Regions from separate parts of the Sus scrofa genome. Here region 1 is linked to region 2. A link is a contact called in public HiChIP or PLAC-seq data. All regions are on one chromosome and are shown on one strand. Each heading gives the region's core, a stretch centred on a gene start, on an enhancer-like site or on the middle of the called end of the contact. The rest is flanking DNA. Distances are from core to core; before and after follow the strand shown.

Region 1 (6,634 bases), core at 249-2,748, 560 kb after region 2:
ACGCCGGATCGTTAACCCACTGAGCAAGGGCAGGGATCGAACCTGCAACCTCATGGTTCCTAGTTGGATTCGTTAACCACTGCGCCACGACGGGAACTCCAGGAGCATGGGTTATATAGCATTCCATCTTACAAGGATATTAGACATCCATAACTTCAAGAACAGATAATAGTAAAGAGCAGTAAAATAATTAGGAAGTGATATATTTTAAGTTTTATTTCCTTTTTGAATAATTAATGGTAATCCTCTATAATTTATTTTTTAATAATATCTGGCTAGTGTTATTTTTAATAATAGCTTTTAACAACTAGCTCACAAAATTCCTGATAATTTAACAGGTAGCTTTCACAAGCCAGCACGCCACTGCCAGTCCCGGTGACTTCTGGGTTCTGCAGCAATAGGCACTGGCAGGAGCGGGAGAGCAAGAAGAGAGAAGGGTTGGATTTTTCCTTCTCTTCCTCCTAGGATGCATGCTACAGCTCCTGCTCCTCAACACTGTTCCCTCCTTCTGCCTCTAGGGGGCTAGTGGCTTCTGGGTCTTTCTGATTCCCGCGGCTTCCCCATCACATCCACCCCTTTGTAAGTAGTCTCATTTCACCCCGTTAAATCATTCCCTTCCCTTTGAGTGTTTTTCTCTTTCCTGGTTGGACACTGCCTGCTCAAGTCTGCTTCTGCAGTCACAACGTCTAATACTTCTATTCCCATATTTAGGAACTATGTGTCCTTAATCAAGTTGCTCAACTTCTCTGAGCTACAGTTTTGTGAGGATTAACTATGATGCATCAGGGTATGATTTTGAAAGATTAACCGTGGTGGGACTTTATGTTATCCTCCTGCTATTTCCTGGTGCTCTATAACTCTTTCCCAAACTGAGCAGCAATAGTCTATAGAAGATGTTTCTCAGAAACATAAAGCATAAGTATGGGGAAAGTTTTGAGTTTCAAAATGCAAGACCTTGAAGGGCATGAAAGAAAACCTAATGAGTCTGAGCAAAGCATCCTCTTGGGAGAGCCACTGGTCCCTGAGAAGGCTCTCCTACCTCCCTAACGTGGAGAACTGAAGAATTGAGAACAATGGCTACAGGTTGAGTCCAGGCTACTGTTGGCCGCCCCACAGTGCCCTGGTGCCCCAGTGTGGCCTATGAGAGACGCTCGTACTGATGGGATTTCCAGAGAGGTCTGGATGCTGACATTACAGCAGCTGTGTGGCCTGACGAACAAGGGCCAGGTGACGATGTGCATCTGGGTGAATGGGAGGAGGAGAATAACGAGGAACCCTCAGTACCCCTTCTGAGAACCCTGCCTGCCGATATGCGAGAGCCAGCTTAGAGGGCTCCGGACAGCCTGGCCCTGGGTTGGGCAGCCGCGCGGCCTCACGGTCATTCCGCCAGGAGGCGCTGTCCGGCCACACTGGCCGCGCCGGGCCGCACTCTGATTGGCTAGAGGACGTGGCCCGCGGCCACTCCCTCCCGCCCACCCTGGTAAGTGCCGCTCGCTCGCCAACTCCCGCCCCAGTCTGCGGGCCTCGGGAGCAGCGGCGGGGCGGGAGCGGCGCGGCGGAGGGGACAAGACCAGGGCAGGAGGGAACCGGCCCGCCAGGAGAGCCCCGCACACCATCAAGATGCTATCCTGGCGGCTGCAGACGGGCTCCGAGAAGGCTGAGCTGCAGGAGCTCAACGCCCGGCTCTACGACTATGTGTGCCGAGTGCGGGAGCTGGAGCGCGAAAACCTGCTCCTGGAGGAGGAGCTGCGCAGCCGGCGGGGCCACGAGGGCCTGTGGGCCGAGGCGCAGGCCCGCTTCGCGGAGGAGGCGTGCAGCTTGCGGCAGCAGCTGGACGAACTGAGCTGGGCCACGGCGCTGGCCGAGGGCGAGCGCGACGCGCTGCGGCGCGAATTGCGGGAACTGCAGCTGCTGGGCGAAGAGGCGCGCGCCGCCCGCGGCCGTCTGGATGCCGAGCTGGACGCTCAGCGGCGGGAGCTTCAGGAGGAGCTAGGTGCGCGCGCCGCTCTCGAGGCGCTGTTGGGCCGGCTGCAGGCCGAGCGCCGCGGCCTTGACGCGGCCCATGAACGCGATGTGCGGGAGCTGCGCGCGCGCTCCGCTGGCCTGACTCTGCGCTATCGCGCCCGCGCCACCGGCCCTGCCGCACCCCCGCCGCGCCTGAGGGAAGTGCACGACAGCTACGCACTGCTAGTGGCCGAGTCGTGGCGGGAGACCGTGCAGCTGTACGAGGAAGAGGTGCGCGAGCTGGAGGAGGCGCTGCGGCGCGGCCAGGAGAGCCGGCGCGAGGCCGAGGAAGAGACGCGGCTGTGCGCGCAGGAGGCGGAGGCGCTGCGGCGCGAGGCGCTCGAGTTGGAGCAGCTGCGAGCGCTGCTGGAAAACGAGCTGCTGCGGGTACAAGAGGAGTACGAGCTTCAAGCCGAGGAGCGGCAGGTCTGTGCGCCCTGCGAGCGCTGGTGGTGGGGGAGTGGTAGGGCTCCCAGACCACAGAGTGCTCACCCAGGGCCCGGCAAGGCTGACGGGTGGGGCCAGCGCAGCGGGTGCACCTGGGGACCCGGGCGCCAAGGGGCCGCCTTCCTCAGGATCCCGGCATCTTGCCAGTACTGGAAAAAGTGCGCAGTTCTTTGGTCCATCTACTCAGTGGAAGAGTGCCAAGTGGCAGATCCTGGTGAATGGCCCTGTCCCTGTCAGGTTGTCAAATTTAGACCTTGACATGACTGGGTGCATCCTGACAAATGACTCCCTCAGTTCTCAGTTCTTTCAGTTTCTTGTGTTTGGAAGACCGAGTTCACATAGAAGTCAACCAGGAAGGCCCAGAAGTGACTTCAGAGGTGACAGCTCCTTCTTTCTCAGACACTTCCCAGTGTTGGGAAGGTTTCTAGGCAATGTCAAGTCCTTGTCAGAAACCGTTCAAAATTGAACACTAGGCACTAGGGCTTCTTTGGGGGAGAACAACTTGTTTTCCAAAACGGTTTTTATTTTGCCAAAATGATTTCTCAGTTCCCCGTTGGAGTCAGCTGGTCGTGGCTCCCGGGCCACTGCTTTGTTTGTTCTTGGGAGGGGCAGAAACCTTAATGCAGAGAATTTAATCAGAGATGTTTTTTCCACAGTACAAGCTGATGTCAGATCTCTGGGTAGTGTAAAAGTCGTGTTAATGCAGGTCCCTGTGGCAGGATGTTATTACAAGTGCAGGTAATATAAACAGTTCCTATTTCAGGGAAGCAAAGCTCAAACCTCTGACACAGGCGGTGACACCTGTAGCTGATTTATTGTCTGACAGGGTTGCCCTGGTCATGCCCAGTCTTGGCCAGAAATGGAAATATTCCCCAATCCTGCTCTCAGTAGTTCTCAGGATGACAGTGTAGAACAATATTCACACACATTCAGAAATATTTTAAACCGAACGGTTTATGGCTTCGAATGAAAGATTTGTGTTAGAGTGATTTTGTGCCTTTCTAAAAAATTTAAAAGTGAAGGGAACATGGTGATTTTGGTGACATCACAAGCATCCATAAATAATCAGCAGATATCTTTTGACTAACCTGGTCTCTAGGGCTGCACTGGAGTGTACATGGGAAATCATATAAAGCAATACAGTACAGAATTGTTTGGAATTTAATCTTTTGGATCATGGGTTTTGTTTGGCCTTTCCTGCTTAATTTTCAAAAGTGTTCTGTCTGAGTTGTAAATAGGGCAAGGACCAGGACCGGCCACAGTGTGCACTGATCACCCGGGCTTACTCTAGACTGGAGAGTGCTTCCTTTTCCAGTGGTGGAATGTCACCTCCATGGGCCCCATGCTCTGTGTTGAGCGAGTGTTTAAAAGCACCTTTAATGTGGGCTTTCATGGAGCTTTTAACCAGAAAGAAGTGCCTGCCAAACCCACTGCCCACTGAACCCTTTTGTAGGGAACCATTGTTCCCACCTTGAGTCCCTACTGTGCAAGCAGGTTTGGAAAAGATTTCCTTGAGGCATCCTGTGTGGGCTAAATCCTCACCATTCATTTGCAGCCATGGCTCACTTGGCTCATTTGGAAGCTCAAGTTTCAGTATTCTTTTTAGCATCAGAACCCTTCCCCACCCCCACCCTCACAGTTAAATCTTAAGTGTAGCCCCAGATGTGAAACATAAAAGTAGAATTCCTCTGATTCCAGGCCCTTCCCTGGGGTTCCACCTGACCTGAACTAGGATTCCTGTCCAGTGATACCTCTCTTGTTGGAATTTGCTTATTTCTCTTAAAAGTAAAGAGCAAGGAAGATGTCATTAAGGACTTGAATTTTTTTTCAGTTCCAATTTGTGGAGTTTTCATTGTACTGCATATTTCCTTATCCGTGTATTAAATCTCACCATTTAGCTTAAAGCAACTATATTTCAAGTTGCATTCCAAAAGACTCAACACCAAGCGTTAGTAGTTTTCTGAAGAAGTATAAAAATGCTAGAACTTTTATTAAAGAGTAAGGATCAATGGTTTAACCCCAAGCCCCTGATGTTTTCACATTCTACAGATGCTTACTTTGGGGAGACTGAAAATATCATAAAACCTAACTTAACTAATAGATTGTAGTAAAAGTTTCATTACTGAGAGTTAGCCTTTATCAAGAGCTTCCTGTGTGCCAGTTACCACAGGTACCAAGCTCTTCACAAGTGTATTCATTTTCAGTCCTCATATCCGTCTTAAGAGGTAGGTACTAATATTTGCCCCATTTTACAGATGATGAAAACTGAGGCTCATGGGTCACTTAGTAAGTAGCTAAGCCTGGGTTTGATTCAGGCTCCACTGCCTGAGCAACTAACCTATTTCCTCTCTTCTATCCTTTTTTTTTTTTTTTTGTCTTTTTTGTCTTTTTAGGGCCGCACCTGCCGCATGTGGAAGTTCCCAGTCTAGGGGTCGAATCGGAACTGTAGCTGTTGGCCACAGCCACAGCAATAGCAACATGGGATCTAAGCCATGTGTGTGACCTACACCACAGCTCAAGGCAACACTAGATCCCTGACCCACTGAGGCCAGGGATCGAACCTGCATTTTCATGGATGCTAGTCAGATTCATTTCCGCTTTGCCACAATGGGAACTCCCATCTTCTATCTATTCTGTTAAGGATGAACTTTTTATCTTTATTCACTTTGCTTTCATAGACTAATAATCAGTGTTCTTTCTAAGGGCCAGCACAGAGGTGCCCATTAATCTAAAATCTCAAAATGCTTTCAGACTCTTCCAGCTGGCTTTTGTCAGAATAGTTCTAGTGTTCAGTCTTTGGAACTTTTTCTTGTGTTCCACCTGGTTAAAGGGAACTCTCTCCCCCATCTGGAGGCAGGAACCCCTACACAGTGCCCAGCATTTCCTGGCTCTGGGCTGCCTCTGCAGCTTGGCAGCTTGAGGGGGAAAGATGCTCATGAGGGCTCTCTGGAAAAAGTGGGCCTTCCCAGATGGCCTACATGCGTCAGATTTGCCAGGGAAAAGTTGGCTGAACTGACATCCAAGTCCGCAGCATTCTATGTCTAGTTTAGTTCACTTGAAGCCTGATTAGCACACACCATGTCTCCCAGGCTACAGGAAGGCGCTTTGAACAAAAGCTGTAGGATATTTGTGATTTAAACCACATTCACCCCATAAACATTGGGACTTGGGCTTGTGAAACAGTTCTTAGCCTTGAGGTTGACTGTTGATGGGCTGCTTCCATGCCCCCAGTATGTGATTGAATGAGAGCTTTCTTTTGATGGGATTGGAGTCGATCAGCTGCTCTATCTGGGCCTGAATTTTGGCTCTGCCAGTATTTGTGTCTTGGTTTCCCATCTGTGAACTAGGGGTGATGAAAGTTGCTCACAGGGTACACCCATTCAATTCATTTATTGAGCGCCTGGTGTGCCAAGTTTGGCTCTCAAGTGTTGGGGATACAGCAGAGGGCAAAACAAAACAGAGGAGGTCCCTTGACTGCACAGTTCTGGAGGTGGAAACGGTGCAGGGTTCAGGACTGAGTGTGGCTGGGGAGAGGGGCCAAGTGGCCACCACAGGACCTGGGCTTCTGGTCTGAGTGCAGGATCCCACTGGAGGCCTCTGAGCAGAGGTGGGTGGTGACCTGAGTCTTCATGGACTCTCTAGCTGCTGTGTGGGGCAAGCAGGGGAGCAGCAAGACCTCTTTAGGAGACTTTTGCAATCGTTAAGGCAGAGATGCTGGAGGCTTGACTGGGGGCAGCAAGGGGGCAAAGACAGGAATCCACCCTGACGCTGAAGCCTTTGGGCTTTCTGGATGGATGAGATGTGGGAGAGAAGGGGAGAAATCAGGTCCACACCATGGGGGAGGGGGCTGAGCAGCTGGAGGGCGGGGGCTGGTGCAGTAGGAGATCAGAGTTCAGTTTGATATGCTTCCAACGTACCCACCTGGTAGTGGAGCTCAGGGTATTGTCTGGGCTGGAGCTCTAAATCCTTAGCATCCAATCACTGCTTATTATTTATACATTTAGGGTTTTTGTATGTCTAAATGAGGTTTTCACAGTATTTAAATCCCCTGGAGCTCAAACATTCAAGATTCTCAGTGCCGTGACCCTGACCCTTGCTAGCTGTCCCTGTTGTATCTGGGTGACTTGCTCAGCAAGGAGCTGCTCAGGTTCAGTCAAGAGAAAGTGAATTCTTGGGTGCTGAC
Region 2 (6,593 bases), core at 255-2,754:
AAAGAAAAGAAAAGAAGAGAAAAGAAAAGAAAAGAAAAGAAAAGAAAAGAAAAGAAAAGAAAAAGAAAAGAGGCAAGTTGATTTTTCTTCTTGCCTCAGTTCTCAAACAATAAACTGGCAATAAACAAGCACTCACTATCCACAGTCCTGACGACCAACTTTCCACAAATGACCACAGAAAAATCAAAAACGAAATAGTACTTCTCCCTCTAAAACTGGAGACAAAACCCTTTTTTCAATCTCTAGACTAATGGAAACTTTCAGGGAAGATGTAAATAATTCATACAAATGGTTAATGACCATCTTTTCTCCTTAACTCACTTTCTTCAAAACGGGGGAAATAAGTCAAAATCACAGCTTTTGAATATGGGTCATAAAAACAAGCAATTTGCCCACGTTGGCACCTAATAAAAGGCAGATGAGCTTCCATAAGATTGGGTTTTCCCTCACAGGGATGTGCGGTGGGAGAAAATCTTTGTCTGACTGCATGTGGGTGCAAGGCTCCAGGGCCAAACTAGATGTGCAGGGGACATAAGGACCTGGCCAAGGAGCCCGTTCCTGCCGCTGGTCCCCGCGGAAACAAGATAAGGGTGCAACAGGGAAAGAGGCACTTTCTGGGCATCCAATGACCTTATGCTTGCTCCCTTCTAAACACTCTTTCCTTTGCAGGACCGGTAGAAACCCCTGAGAGTGGCTGTTCCACGTGCTTTCAGACTCAGATGTCGCATGGCTCCGCTCAGTTCTCCAGAGAGGGGGCCGGCAAGGGACGCGTGGGAGGTGGCAGGCTCTGGGGTAGGGGCGGCGCTCCCAAATCCAGACTCGCCTGCCGGCTAACCCGGGTCAGCATGCCAGCTGCGCACCGGACGCGGGGCGGGAAGCTGCAGACCTGGGACGGCGGAGGGCGGGGGCGACAGGGGCGCCCGCCATCACCTGAGGTGCTTTCCTGCACCTTCCCTACCCGGCTCTTCCCATTTCACAGACAAAGCCACCAAGGCTATGGGAAAGCAAGGAGTTCGCCAGGCCAGGTCAGCGGTCGCTACCTTCCCTACCGGGCTCTTCCCATTTCACAGACAAAGCCACCAAGGCTATGGGAAAGCAAGGAGTTCGCCAGGCCAGGTCAGCGGTCGCTACAGGTCGCAACCCCTCGCTACAGGGGTTGCCCTTCAGGATGAGCGCCGGAGCCCCGCGGGTCCCGTCCCCCGACATCCCGGGACGCTAGCCATTACGTTCCCCGGCGGCGACAGGTGCGCAGCTCGCGGCGCCCTGGCGCAGACTCCGGGGAAAGTTCCCCTGGCCCCGGCGCGCTGTTTACGGTCTCGTTTTGCAGCGCAGAGGCCAGTAGCTTTTTGCCCAGCCCAGCCATTGAAACCCGACACTCGGGGTGGGGCCCGCGTGGCCGACGGCCAGGGAGGCGGGCGGGCTCCGGGCCGGCTGGTCGGGGCTCCCCTTACCTGCAGCTCGGCCGCCAGCCTCCATCTCCAAGCTCCTGCTCCCCGGGCGCAGCGCCCCGCCCCGTCCCGCCCCCTCCCCCAGGCCGCCCCCGTCCCCGCCTCCTCTCCTGGGGCTTCCCCGTACCAGCCCTGGGGACTGTCCCTGGTGTCCCTGTTCCCCTCCCTCGCCCTCTGCCCTGGGGCCACAGTCTTGCGTGCCTCGCGAGCGACCCCCCGGCTCCCTACACACTTTGCAAAGCGAACTCACCACCTCTGAGGAGCAGCTGGTATTCCTCTTACAAATGTTGGAGAAGTTGTTCTCATCCCCAAGCGCTTGCCAGTACCCCTCAGCTTGGACGCGATACCCCGATGTCTGCGCCCCTTTCCACTTCCTTCTAGTATTTCTGTTTCTATGGGCTAGCATCCCTTGTAGTATCCCTTTTTGAAAATTTACACAGTCGAAAACTAGCTAGAAGACAATATGCACCCATAATGCAGGACATCCAGTAATCTTTTCCACCATTTTTTCAGTCTTTTCAGGTTTTTTTTCCCCTGACTATAAAGTGCTTTTTCTGATAACTGATGCTTTTATGTATTAAATGTTTAAGCTTGTGCTCACTTGAAATAGCAAAAGTCAATGAGAAGCACCTGTTTCTCTAGTATTTCTTCTTGACTTGTTTCAAGGTGTTTTTTAACGGGAGAGGTGGGGAGCAGGGGTGGTGTCAAAATGCCAATGGCCTTGGAACCCAAAGGCCTGTGGTCAGTGAGCTGGCACCTCCCCTGTTTGGTTGTCAGCTCTGAGGTTTGCCCTTCTGGACTGGCTCCCTTAAGCTACATTCTCAGCCGTTATGATCCTCTACCTCCCAGGATGAGTCTGGAATTCATTTAACTTCTGCCTGCACCCCAGCAAACAGTGGCTCAGAGGAACCTCTTATCTACTCCCTGCCATGTGACCCCAGCTTCGGAGCAACACACCCTAGGGAAGACCAGGGCACCCCCATTTAGAGGATGAAAATGGTCCCAGCTCTACTTCCATTGCACATTATGCAGGATGTATTGACTGTGTCTTAGAGCCCAGAGTCACCTCTTGGAAGTGTGAGATTTCATTTTCTACAATGATGAAAACTCAGAGATCCTTGGATGATAGCATTCTGGGCACTTAACTCCTCCAAATACCTTGTTTTCATTCAGTACATATTTATTAAATTCCTACTATATGCCTTTTACTGTTCTAGATTTAACGTATATTTTTAAAAAGAGCTAAGGAAAAAAATAGAGAGAGGGAATGGGAAGGGAGTTTTACAATTTAAAATAGTTAATTGTAAGCCTTGTTGAAAGGATGACTTTCAAGCAAAAATATGAAGAAAGTCAGGGCAGTAAACATGTAGGAAGGGAAAATGGCAAGGGCTATAGCAAGTGCAAAGGCCCTGAGGTGGGAACAAATCTCTGTGCCTTTGTTGAGCCCCTGAAAATGGTGAATGTTACTTAAGCTGTTGGCACATAGGGCTGAAGGTTCATTAATTTCTGCTGTAAAATGTACTTCTTCAAAGGCCTTGTTACACTTTTTAAGCTTTTGTGTTTTTCTACATACTGACACAGTACCTGATTACATGCTTCCCCCCCCCCCTTTTTACTGCCACACCCTCGATATATGGAAGTTCCCAGGCTAGGGATCAAATCAGACCTGCAGATGACAGCCTATGCCACAGCCAGCAATACCAGATCAGAGCTTCATCTGGGACCTACCCAGTAGTTTGTGGCAATGCTAGATCCTTAACCCACTGAGCGAGGCCAGGGGACGAACCCACATCCTTAGGGACACTATGTTGATTCTTAACCCACTAACCACAATGGGAACTCCTACATATTCTTTAAAAAAACAAAACAAAACAAAACAAAAAACTAGAAAGAATTTTTATGGACTGAAAATTCCCCTCTTTCTCATTCAACTCCTGCCCAAAATCAGAATTCAGTCATGGAAACAACCTAAATTCCATCAACAGAGGAGTGGATCCAGAAGATATGGTACATATACACAATGGAATATTACTCAGCCATTAAAAGGAAAGAAATAACAGCATTTGCAGCAACATGGATGGACCTAAAAATTATCATGCTAAGTGAAGTCAGTCATATGGTGAGACACCAACATCAAATGCTATCACTGACATGTGGAAGCTAAAAAAAGGACATGATGAACTTCTTTGCAGAATAGATACTGACTCACAGACTTTGAAAAACTTATGGTTTCCAAATGAGACAGGTTGGGGGGTGGGGGAGGGCACTGAAGATTTGGAATAGAAATACTATAAAATTTGGTTGTGCTGATTGTTGTACAACTATAAATGTAATAAGAGTCATTGAGTAATAAAAAAATAAAAGTGAAAAAAAAGAACTTAGTCAAATACTTCCTCTTTTCCTTTAGAGTTTCTGGATTTTCTGTCTTGCTTGAGTAGGCTGAAACTACCTCCAAATTAGAAATAAACTCTTCTACATTTTCTTTAAATATTTGCATTGTTTTGGTCTTCAGATTTGAATTTTAAATCTAACTAGAATTTGTTTATGTATATGGCATAAGGAATAGATCTAACTATAATTGTTCTCACACCATCAAATGATCCACTCTTTCCTCTCCTAATTTGCATTCCTTCCTTAATCATATATGAAATCCCTTTATACATTATGGCTCTTGTTTTATTGATTTTCACTATTTCTACAATACTGCATTATTTGAATTGCCAATTTTATCATATATTTTGATATCTAGGAGGACAAACCCTCCCTCATGAAATATTGGAACCAGCTAATTAAGGAGATTGGAGTCTAAGATTGCATCTTGTTTTGAATATTAATTCGCATGACATTAATATCTTTAAAGTTTTGAGTCCTCCCATCAAAGAACACAGCATACCTTGGTTTAGTCAGGACTTTTTTTTTTTTTTTTTTTTTTTGCCTAGTTTCTATAGTTCTTACAAATAGATTTCATATATTTCTTGCTAGGCTTATTCCTACATATATCTGATGTTTGCTGGCTATTTTGAATGGCTCTTTGTTTTCTCCAATTACATTTTCTAATCAGTTATTGCTGGTATATAAGAAAACTATTAGCTAGGGTAAATGCCACTCTCACATCCAACCACTTATATGAAGTCCAGTAGTTTCTAAGTCAATTATCACAGAATTTCTAGGTAGACAATCAGATTGTCCTTGCATAAGTTGTTGGATTCCTAAACTTTCCTCAAACCTTCTCAGCCACATGGCGTTCACTTTTGACACCAAAATTGCCCTTGACTCTAACAAGAAAAAAAAGAAAAATATGGTTTATATAAGTAAACCGGAAAATAGGGGCCTGGAGCAAGTTTTCAGTATGGTCCTCCCTTCATTCCAGGAGGTTGTTAAGTGCTCGGCTGCCTCCTCCATCTGGCCTCATTTATCTACACAGGAATTTCCTCAGTGTTAAGAACACAACTGTTCTAGCCATTCCCAAGGTATTTGAGAAATTTGAAAGAAAAATCCAGTATTTAAAAAATAGAGCTAGCAAGCTACTGGATTTTAATAAATAAACCAATTCCTGTAGCAGCAGTTGTTACTTTTCAGTCAAAGTGATGTGGTCTAGTCCTTTAAAAACGAAGTAAAATCAAGACTTTAGCAAAAATCAAAGAGAAAAATATAAGACAGAGGAAAAATATAGGCAAACTTTTCTTCTATAAACTGTAAGGAAAATATTACCTGATGATGTATCCTAGCAGACTGCCAGAAATTTTGCTTTTTGAGCTGTACCCATGGCATGTGAAAATTCCTGATCCAGGGATCGAACTCTAACCACAGCAGTGTCCTGAGGCACAGCAGTAACAACACATGTTTTTAACTGCTAGTCCACTGAGGAACTCCAGCCAGAAATTTTAAACCACTACTTTTCAAACTAGTGATTCACATTTCATAGGCAAAGTTATAAAAAATTAGTATCTTCTGGAGTTCCCGCGTGGCTCAGTGGTTAACGAATCTGACTAGGAACCATGAGGTTTCAGGGTTCGATCCCTGGCCTTGCTCAGTGGGTTAAAGATCCGGCGTTGCTGTGAGCTGTGGTATAGGTTGCAGATGCAGCTCGGATCCAGTGTTGCTGCAGCTCTGGCGTAGGCCGGTGGCTACGGCTCCGATTCCACCCCTAGCCTGGGAACCTCCATATGCCACGGGAGTGGCCCAAGAAATGGCAAAAAGACAAAAAAAAAAAAAAAAAATTAGTATCTTCTATACCAGTTTCCAATGGAATGCTCACGATAATACCAGCATTGTAATATTGTCTCTAAAATACCAATTCCCTGATTGTTTCTAAAACAGTTTTCTTTTCTCTTTTGGCTATGTCCACAGCATGTGGAATTTCCAGGGATAGAACCTGCACCACAGCAATGACCCGAGCCATAGCAGTGACAATACCAAATCCTTAACCTGCTGAGCCTCTATGGAACTCCTTGAAGCAGTTTTAAATGGCTGTTTCAGTCTCAAATTCTTTTATGTTTAAATAAGTGAATGCCATAAGCACTTGAGAGCAAAGTTTTAGAAATCCATACATAGAACTACCATATGACCCCGCAATCCCACTCTTGGGCATATATCTGGACAAAAGTTTCCTTGAAAAAGACACATCCACCCGCATGTTCACTGGAGCACTATTTGCAATAGCCAAGACATGGAAACAACCCAACTGTCCATTGACAGACGATTAGATTAGGAATATGTGGTATATATACACAATGGAATACTACTTAGCCATAAAAAGAATGACATAATGCCATTTACAGCAACATAGATGGAACTAGAGACTCTCATACTGAGTGAAATAAGTCAGAAAGACAAATACCATATGATATCACTTATAACTGGAATCTAATATACAGCACAAATGAAACTTTCCACAGAAAAGAAAATCATGGACTCGGAGAACAGACTTGTGGCTGCTGGGGGGGAGAGGGAGGGAGTGGGAGGGATTGGAGCATGGGGTTATTGGATGCAAACTATTGCCCTTGGAATGGATTTACAATGAGATCCCGCTGTGTAGCATTAAGAACTATGTCTAGATACTTATATCACAACAGAACAGAGGGAGGAAAAAAAAATGTATACATGTAAGTGTAACTTGGTCCCCATGCTGTACAGCAGAAAAAA

The links. HiChIP or PLAC-seq counts read pairs in DNA pulled down with a chosen protein or histone mark.
Region 1: a contact with region 2 is called in an H3K27ac HiChIP or PLAC-seq map of skeletal muscle. The contact joins the promoter of SYNM here to the promoter of FAM169B in region 2. A contact is called at or near these places in 3 of 5 promoter capture datasets (fetal liver, fetal skeletal muscle and liver), 1 of 47 Hi-C or Micro-C datasets (adipocytes) and 1 of 2 datasets of contacts at active chromatin or transcription factors (skeletal muscle).

Annotation. Positions count from the first base shown.
Region 1 is chr1:137,854,146-137,860,779 of Sscrofa11.1, forward strand. SYNM (synemin) reads left to right here and starts at 1,499. Exons shown (of 12, transcript XM_021098348.1): 1 at 1,499-2,430. The coding sequence starts at 1,621.
Region 2 is chr1:137,295,696-137,302,288 of Sscrofa11.1, forward strand. It overlaps FAM169B (protein FAM169B), which reads right to left and starts at 1,505. Exons shown (of 9, transcript XM_005659772.3): 1 at 1,452-1,505. The coding sequence starts at 1,476.